Linked DNA regions of Nothobranchius furzeri: region 2 is linked to region 1. A link is a contact called in public Micro-C data. All regions are on one chromosome and are shown on one strand. The core of a region is the stretch at or near the end of the contact, and the rest is flanking DNA. Distances in the headings are between cores, read along the strand shown.

Region 1 (4,549 bases), core at 1,276-3,775:
AAGCAAGCCAAAACTGCAAGATGTTCCATTATATGTTCTTGTTTCTAATTAAACGAACACCTTTCAGGTTGATGTCTAAGTCTTTATTTACACAATCAGTGTATTTTTTCTGACATTTACAATAAGATAATCTCAGGTAGAAAATATTTGGGTTATTAGGGTCAAGAATTCATTTAAAAAACTTAAACACGCCCCTTCAACAGACCAATAAACACACCCTGGCTGATTTATTAGGCTGGGACACATTTTGCCTCGAACGTTCTTATTTCTTAATTGGAAACGTTCCTCAGAGGTTCTGGTCCTCATTGATGTGACATCATCATACAGTTGCATCCATGATGTGATCTGAGCTTGGTCACATGGCACATTATCCTGCTGGAAGTAGCCAACAGAAGATGGGTCCATGTGGTCCCTAGAGGGATGGACATGCTCAGCAACAATCCTCTTGTAGACTCTGGGGTTTAAACCAGGCTCAGGTGGTACTGAGGGGTCAATAAATGACCCAACATTATAACATCAGGCACCACGCTTTTGTGTTGTTGACACCAGATCCTGGCTAAATCCCCGACTCGTCCATATGGCTTGATGCTCACGTCTAGATGCCTACGTGAACTGAGATGCTGTCATATTATTGGCTGAATTTTTGTCAATAATCAATTGAACAGGTGGACTTATTCAAAGCGACCAGGGGATTTTCATTTTTATTGTGTATTTTTTCCCCTTAAGTTAAGTGTTCAGTCTGTTTTTTTGTTTTTTTGGAAGCACTTGGCAACAGTTGCTGTGCTGCAAAAAGCAGGGTGTTTCTCCCCGCAGTGGTCACACCTCTCCCTGCCTCTGCTCAGAGCTGCATCCATGAGTAAGCTTTTTTTGCTTGTTTGTTTCTAACGGTGCCGTTATTGTGCAGCTCCTCCCAAAACTAAACTTGATGTTTGAGTTATTACAAAAAAACTCAGAAATCAGAAATGATTTTTGGAAAAATCTCGGTTTTGTGTTGCGGTTTACTGCTGTTTGGAGAAGCTGCATTAAAACCCCTATCCAGTAAAAATCAGGTCCCATTTACAAACCTTTTAGCCTTGATGGTTATTTCCTGTTTGCTTTCATCCGAGCTCTTCTGTCGGAGCAGTAAAACGATGAAATGGAGGCAGGAGAGCATGCAACACCTGCAGTCAGCATAAGACCTCAAAGAACAAAACATGCCGGAGATGGGGCTCTATGGAGAACTGCGTCCTCTGAAGAACACATGGAGCATTTTTTCCTTAAATATTCTGAATTAATCAGATGTTTGTGTGCTTTTGTTTACCAGAGTGAGCCAGAGCAGCAAGTTGAACCTGATGACCAGTGAGAACCTGTCTATCTGTTTCTGGCCAACCCTCATGAGACCAGACTTCACCACCATGGACGCTTTGACCGCCACCCGCACCTACCAAACAATCATCGAGAGCTTCATCCACCAGTGCGCGTTCTTCTTCTACAATCAGCCGCTGGCTGACCGCCTCGCCGGCTCCCCAACCTCCACGCTTTCCGGGGGAGGAGGAACCTCGGCCTACTCCTGCATGGCCGGAGGCTACTCGACCCCTCCGGCTCCGTCTCCGACTCCCTACGTCCTCCCCGCCACTCCTCCTGTCATCCCACATTACGGTCCTCCTCTCCACCACCATCAGCATCGGTCCCCTTCCCATTCCCCGCCTCCCACTCCCCAGTCTCCCATTCCAGCCCTGCTGCCGCCCTCTCTCCACCCCCACCACCCTCCGACTGAACAACACACGCTGTGAACCAGGGATCAAGAGAACGAGGACAAAAAAAGCAAAGTAAAAAACTGGACTATGTGACTTGTGGGTTCAGGATGAGACTTTTTGAAGGAATAGATAAAAGAGGAAGTGGAGATAGGAAGGGAATTTGGGAGAGATGCAGTATGTACAGGGAGAAAATTACATGTTTGGGAGAAAACATCTGAGCCTCTGCTGCTTTCATCAGAAAATAAATAAATAACAGAGAAGAGCTCAGGACAGGAATGTGGAATGAAGAGCTTCTGGACCAGATCAGTCTCCTTTAGCCCATCGTCTCTGTCTCACTCTACCCTCACGGCCTTACCCACACAGGGGGAGACACATAGCTGGTAGAAGGGACTCGGGGAGGGATTAAGAAGTGAAACAGGAGTATATGAACTCCCTCACGTTGGGATAATTTCACAAACAGTAGCCAGTGGATCACTTCTTTTTTTTCTCTTCCTTTTAGTTTCTGACCATGTTGGGAAGTTTGGTGGCCAGTGCACAGTTCTTAGGCCCCGCCCACCTGCTGGACCGACCCAGAGGCTGCGGCGGGGACAAAGTCCTCCACACATGTTTGTTTATTTCACCACTGGACAGTGTGGACTTGTGCAACAAACACGTGTTACTACTCACCCAACCGACAGGATGTTCTGTCCCGGGCGACTTGCAAATTCCTCTCCGGCAACCTCTTACATAGCCACACACACACACACACACACAATCAGTTTTAGTCGTGGCAGTAAGCCAAGCACAAAGATTGGGAAAAAAAATCTCACCAAACTGGATCTGCTGGGCAGCAAAGAGGAGCAAAGGATTATGGGTGCTGCGACTGTTCTGCATTCTGGGAAGGCTCCTTTTAGTCTCCTGAACTTTACCCTCATTCTTCAGGCTTTTCTAACAAAATTCAGCCTAAAATGTGATTATTTTTTGATTGGTCTGATTCTCCACATTCTTTCTGTTCACTTTAAAAGCATTTTGTATTTTTCTAAGATGTCCCCAAGTCCACCGGGATCCGTGTCTTTCTGTTTGACCCGACTTCCCGGTGTCTGACAGGCAGAGGGATTGGACCCTGTTTGGTTCACACTGTGGTGGCTTGGTCTGTTTAGAGTGAGACGGTGCTGCAGGTTTTCATATTAAGGACCTTGTTGAAAAAGCACTTTTCTGAGCACTTTGAAGACAAATTTTCAGTTGAAGCTGCCATAAAGTGACAGCCACTTTTGCTGTCAGGCTGCCCTCCCTTTCGCTCTCTCTGGGAGCGCAACACTGACATCTAGTGGAGGGAGGAGGTTTTACATCACAGCTGCATGGGCGTAGCACCCTTCTCCTGCTGAGGTGTTTTTTTAAAGCATCAGATTATTTTATTGTCAGGATTATTTTCTAATTATTTTGCTAAAGCAAGAGAAGTTTAATTGTAAGGGCCCAGATTTTTGACAGATGGGAGATGTTTTACCTTACGGGCTTCAGAATCTGTCCTGGTGTTAGTCTTTTTTCTTTCTTTTTTTTTTCTCGTAAAGGAGTCTTAACCTTTCACATCAGAATCCACATGGCTGTTCTACCACTTTGTCCCCAAGTCCCTTCTTGTCCAAGAGAGACCATTTTCATTCTGAGAGACAGCAGAGAAGAACAGATCGTCCATTCATCCATCCGGCTGCCTCCTGCATTACCGGAGGAGAGCATCACCAAAATTCCTCAGCCGAGCCTGCCGTTGCCGTAGAAACCAGCAGAGATGCGGCTGGTGAAGAGCTCTGGATCGAAGCGAGTTGGTGTGGTGCTGCACATGTTTGTGGCTGAAAGAGCTGAGCAGAGATCTCAGCTTTCTGCTCTCCAAATGTCCAGTTAAAAAACACAAGTTCTAACCAATCGCTGAGGGAGATTTCATCCATCAGAGCTGGTCATTTACCTTGTGTGTGTGTGTGTGTGTGTTTATTTTAGGCCAACAGGTTAGCAGACGCCAGTGTGATCCAAACAGATGTAAGAGGGAGGAATGCTGGTCTCCTCTTGGTCATTTCCCCTGCTGTTGGCTCATCCGGATTACACACACTGATCCTCAAAGAAAGTGTGGGAGAGACGGGGATGGGGGGGGGGGGGGGGGGGGGGGGCTGCATACGGGTGAATGGGATCATTATTTGGGAGAAGGAGGGAAGAAGGGGGTGACCACTGGTACTTGTGTGAGAATGCCAGCCAGCGGCATTAACCCCCCCCCCCCCCCCCCCCCCCCCAATCCGTTTTTTGTACATGGACGTTTTAATACTGAACCGACTGTGAGGCAGCCAAAGACTTGAGGGGGAGGTGGGGGGAAGCGAAGTGACAGTTGGATAAAAAAAAAGGTGACTAAAGAAATAAAAGGTGGCTGCATTACTACTTTCTTCAATGGTGACAGATGTCTGTTAAGTTAAGCTGAGAAACGAGCAGAACTTTATTCAGATGGTTGTTTATCGGTATGTTGTTTTGTTTTTGGGGGGGGGGGGGGGGGGGGGGGTCGACACTTTCCCTTTAGCCAAGAGTGGTGGTAGAAACATTTTATTTCTTTTTGTTTAATTTTATTAAGTAAAAGAAATGCAAAGCCTTTAAAAAAAACACTTTTTTGTGAATGATTGAGAGACCCGCCCAGTATAGTGCATGATTTCTTCCAAATCCAGGAAGAGGGCTCCAACTCTCACTATTTAAGAGAAGATGTTACAAAAACTGTTTAAAAAAAAAGAGAAATAATGGGGAAGGGGAGGGGTCTTGGTGGTGAAAGTGATTTTAAAATAATGAAGTACTGTAAAGTGAAAAGATAA
Region 2 (3,908 bases), core at 810-3,309, 84 kb before region 1:
TTCTCAGCTGACAGGTCCATGGGAACCACCTTGTTGTTGTTAAAATATTCTCAGTGTTGACACAACTCTGATTCATCCTTTGAGTTTAGCTTTAGTTTAGGAGCCTTGGTATGTCTGAATGATTCATGGGTCAGATTTAAAAAGATCAACAAGGAAACAAAAAGAAAAATTCCTCTGAAAATTGAGTGAGAAAGCAGACAAAGTCCAAAGAAAATCTCTGAAAACAGGAGCGCCTCCATGGGGGGCGGGGGGTCAATGATAATCTTGAGGTGGTGCACAAAATAAACATCTGTAGCAGTTTGTGGTTGTGTCCAAGTTCAGGGGCAGCATCCTTCGAAGGTTGGATTTGAAGACTGATTACATCACAGCAATGCTACAAAGTCTGTTTAAATGTGAAGGCTCTTCCCGATACGGACCAGTGAAAAGTCCTTCTTCTCCCCGGATTTGAAGGATGGGTCTTTTGCGTGTGCTTCATGGTCCACCCTACCTCAGGATGAATTGGTAAGGTGATAAAGATGAATTAGCTCCTAAAAAGGATAAGATAGGTAATAAATAACAACAAAATTTTAAGCTCAATTTACAGAAGTTTGTTTTTATTCATTCTTCTTTTTTTTTTTTTAGCTCTGTCACGATTGCTAGGGGACGGGTTACATGCTGACTAAAGTGCAGACATAAATTTGAAGGCTAGACTGTCCAATTTCACAGCTGCTCACTTCTGGTCTTCACGGTTGACCAGGATGGGTCCTTCAAAGGAAACAGCACCTGAATATGGACACAGCCCTTTTATTATATTCATGTCACATTCTGACCATGCATCTGAAAACAACTTCCGCTACAGGAATACTTTGGTTTCTTATTTTATAGATTTTTTATATCAATGATGGATAGAAAAAAAGAAGCATTACTATTACTGGGGGTGTTAATTCACAGGGGAGGGCTTTGACCCCACTGGTCAGAATGTAGAGATGTGAAAACCTTCAGAAAGTCTGATCATAGTTGCTTTACATGTTATGTCAGGAACACCCAACAATAATGCAGCACTGCTATGAATAATGAAGACAATAATAACTTTCATATCTATAAAGAAAATAATAGACTTTATTAATCCCACAGTGGGGGAAATTCACTTGCTATAGCAGAACATTAGAGAAAATGAAGAAGAAAGATAAGAACAGGTAAACACACAAAGGCAGTAAAGCTATCACTGCAAACTTCAACCACTAAAAACAACAAATAAAAAGGAAACAGGTTTCCAGAACTATGCAGCTTAAGGGATGCAAACATAATGAACATCCGGTATTGCACAAGTATTGGACACATACTGAATATTGCATTGATGTTATTGTGTATCAGGATAATGCCAGTACCAGTTAAACTGAGGAGGTATACACTCTTACTGCAGAGGGGATGAATGACCTACAATACCGTTCTGTTTTACATCTGGGATGTCTTGGTCTACAGCTAAAGGAGCTTTCCTCCAGAGTGGACTACAGTGGGTGGAAGGGCTTTTCAAAGATAATCACAATACCAATAATCAGCTTTATTTTGTTATGTAACCATACAACAACATCACATTAATAAACAAATTAAATCGGCCCTGTCCACCAGTAGATTCTGCAGCAGTGGGCAGAGGAGGACAGGATATGGCAGGTTTGTGGTGAAGGCACTAATCCTAATACTCCAGCTGAACGCTTCAGTGCCAGAAGAAGCTTGATGCTAAATATTAACAATATTCCAAGAGGATAAGCAAGATGTGCATTCATTTAATTTAGTCAAATTGGGTCTCAAATTTGAGATTTTTTTTTTAAGATTGCTAACATTTATTTTTAAACATTCGAGACATTTATGATGCATTTCCCCTGAACATACCCGGTAAATGTCTTTGTGTGTGTGTGTGTGTGTGTGTGTGTGTGTGTGTGTGTGTGTGTGTTGTAATTGTGTGCACAAACCGCTGGGAGAGCCTCTCTGCTCTCTGAGAACAGGAGGGGAGATGCTCGATCCACAGAAGGTCCGCCATTATTGGGAAGCTGAAAAAAACCTAGACTTGAACACAACGTCACACATTTATCCTGCGAGGGGCTTCAACAACGTGAGAAAGGAGAGCACAGCGGTGCTCCAAAGCTGTCGGGACGGAAAAACAACGCCTTACTAAACCGGAATATATATATAAATATATATTTTATTTCCTGACGCAACAAAGGAAACAATAACTGGTCAAAACAACGTGGTGGTGAAGCAAGAAGGGAAAACACACCGAAGCAGGGCTTTCCTTCCAACGCCTCCCCCTTTTCTCCAGCCGCTGAGAGGAAAGGACGAGAGTTTCAGCAGCGTTTTCCCCTTTCCTCTCCTTTCTCCTTCTCTATCGGACACTGTTTAACTATATTTTTTCAGGCTAATAGAGGCGAGTAACTAACGCGCTTCTCGTGTCTGAAAACTTCACAGACTGGCGGAGAAAAAGATCTAAAAACGAGGACTTAACGCGGGGAGCAATGGCCATACAGCGTGTTTACTAGAAGAGCGGAAAATAATCGATGTGGGGAGTGTTTTCTTTTATAAAAGTCTCCCTGGTTGCTGGCTCGCAGTTAGAAGGAGAAAGAAGCGGACGATACCCGAAGAGACAGGAATGATATGGTATGTTGAATAAATGCTGGATAATTTCATTTAATGCCCCATTTGACTCTGTTTTTGACATTTGAACCTGTATTTGAACTACTTTCTACATGATTGCAGCTTGGACTGCACCAAAGTCCCACCTCTGCCCCCTCAGGGCTGCTATGATGATTGAAGCTCTTAGGAATACTAATAATAATGATTATTCTAACAATATTGCATGAGTGTATTAACATAACATTAAACCCTTTGCAGGCATGGCGAGGTCTACCTATTATGGTTTAAATATACTCTATAAGAGAAATGGCTGTTTTTCTAGAAAAAGGGAAAATAATCTGTAAATATGTTTCTATGTGTGTACGTTTATGCATTGTTTTAGTCATAATCTCTTGGGTTTGAAAACAATTCAAGTGACTTAGAAGCAAAATATCAATTCAATATATTCAACATTCTGTCTCTATTAAAATAATCTCCCATCAGAATAAACTCCGAATTAAGGCAATCTTATTTTGAATAAAAATTATTTTATTAAATTTCTTTACTTCTTTGTAAAAGTTCATACTTCCTGATGTCAGAGGTGCCTCATCTAATCTGATTCTGTCACATTTACTGTCAAAAAATTAACAGACACATTTGTGAACATATTCAGTTTTTTCTTCACCCCCAGTTTGCTATATAGATAGGTAGACCAGAAAAACCTCACGTTAGAACAATTAGTGCCACCATTAGACTATTTTTGTAGCAGAAGTCGTTCCCGATGTGTCAGAGCCACTGCAGAGTGATCATGGCTGTGGCAGCCACTCCCTTTCTGTCCAAGTCCTTCCTTCTGGACTTGACTGGTTTCTAATCTCACCAAAGAAAAACCTTTCTATGTCTGAAATGCTGTTTTCATATCTAGTGGACGGAGATGGTGATGAGTGTGCGTTTGTGGGATGGCCTTCTAAAACACATCTGCTGCCTACCAAGGACTTTGCTCTGTCGCCACTGCTGTGTCACTGCTAGAGGAAAAAAGGGACAGTTCCAAAAAACAGGAACTTTATTGGGTTGCATGTACAAGCTTTTGTGTTGTGGGTCCTTATGTCAGCAGTTACGATGACTCATTACCTTCACGTTTGCCAGCTGTGTTTTGACTCTCCTCTTTCGATAAGTTTAGTCTCTCCTTGTTAGAATTGTCAGCTTCATTAGGACAGGGGTGCCCAATCCTGGTCCTGGAGGGCCAGTAACTGGTTTTAGTTTTAACCCTTCTTCAACACACCTGAATTCAATCAGCAGGTGATTAACAGGCTTCTGCAGAGCCT

Evidence for each region. Hi-C and Micro-C count contacts between places; a contact is called where the count stands out from the background.
Region 2: a contact with region 1 is called in a Micro-C map of tail fin, with 10 times the contacts expected there. The contact joins the promoter of arhgap35a here to the enhancer-like site in region 1. A contact is called at or near these places in 2 of 2 Hi-C or Micro-C datasets (skeletal muscle and tail fin).

What each region holds. Positions count from the first base shown.
Region 1 is chr13:41,204,852-41,209,400 of NfurGRZ-RIMD1, reverse strand. arhgap35a (Rho GTPase activating protein 35a) reads left to right here. Exons shown (of 7, transcript XM_015951474.3): 7 at 1,304-1,947. The coding sequence ends at 1,772. Among protein-coding and RNA genes, the nearest start is that of npas1, 66 kb to the right of the region's middle. Within about 2 kb of position 2,525, at least 1 of the 3 cell types and tissues checked has an H3K27ac peak or open chromatin away from gene starts, as enhancers often do. A contact at or near this core is called in tail fin, where this site is marked.
Region 2 is chr13:41,288,789-41,292,696 of NfurGRZ-RIMD1, reverse strand. arhgap35a (Rho GTPase activating protein 35a) reads left to right here and starts at 2,059. Exons shown (of 7, transcript XM_015951474.3): 1 at 2,059-2,631.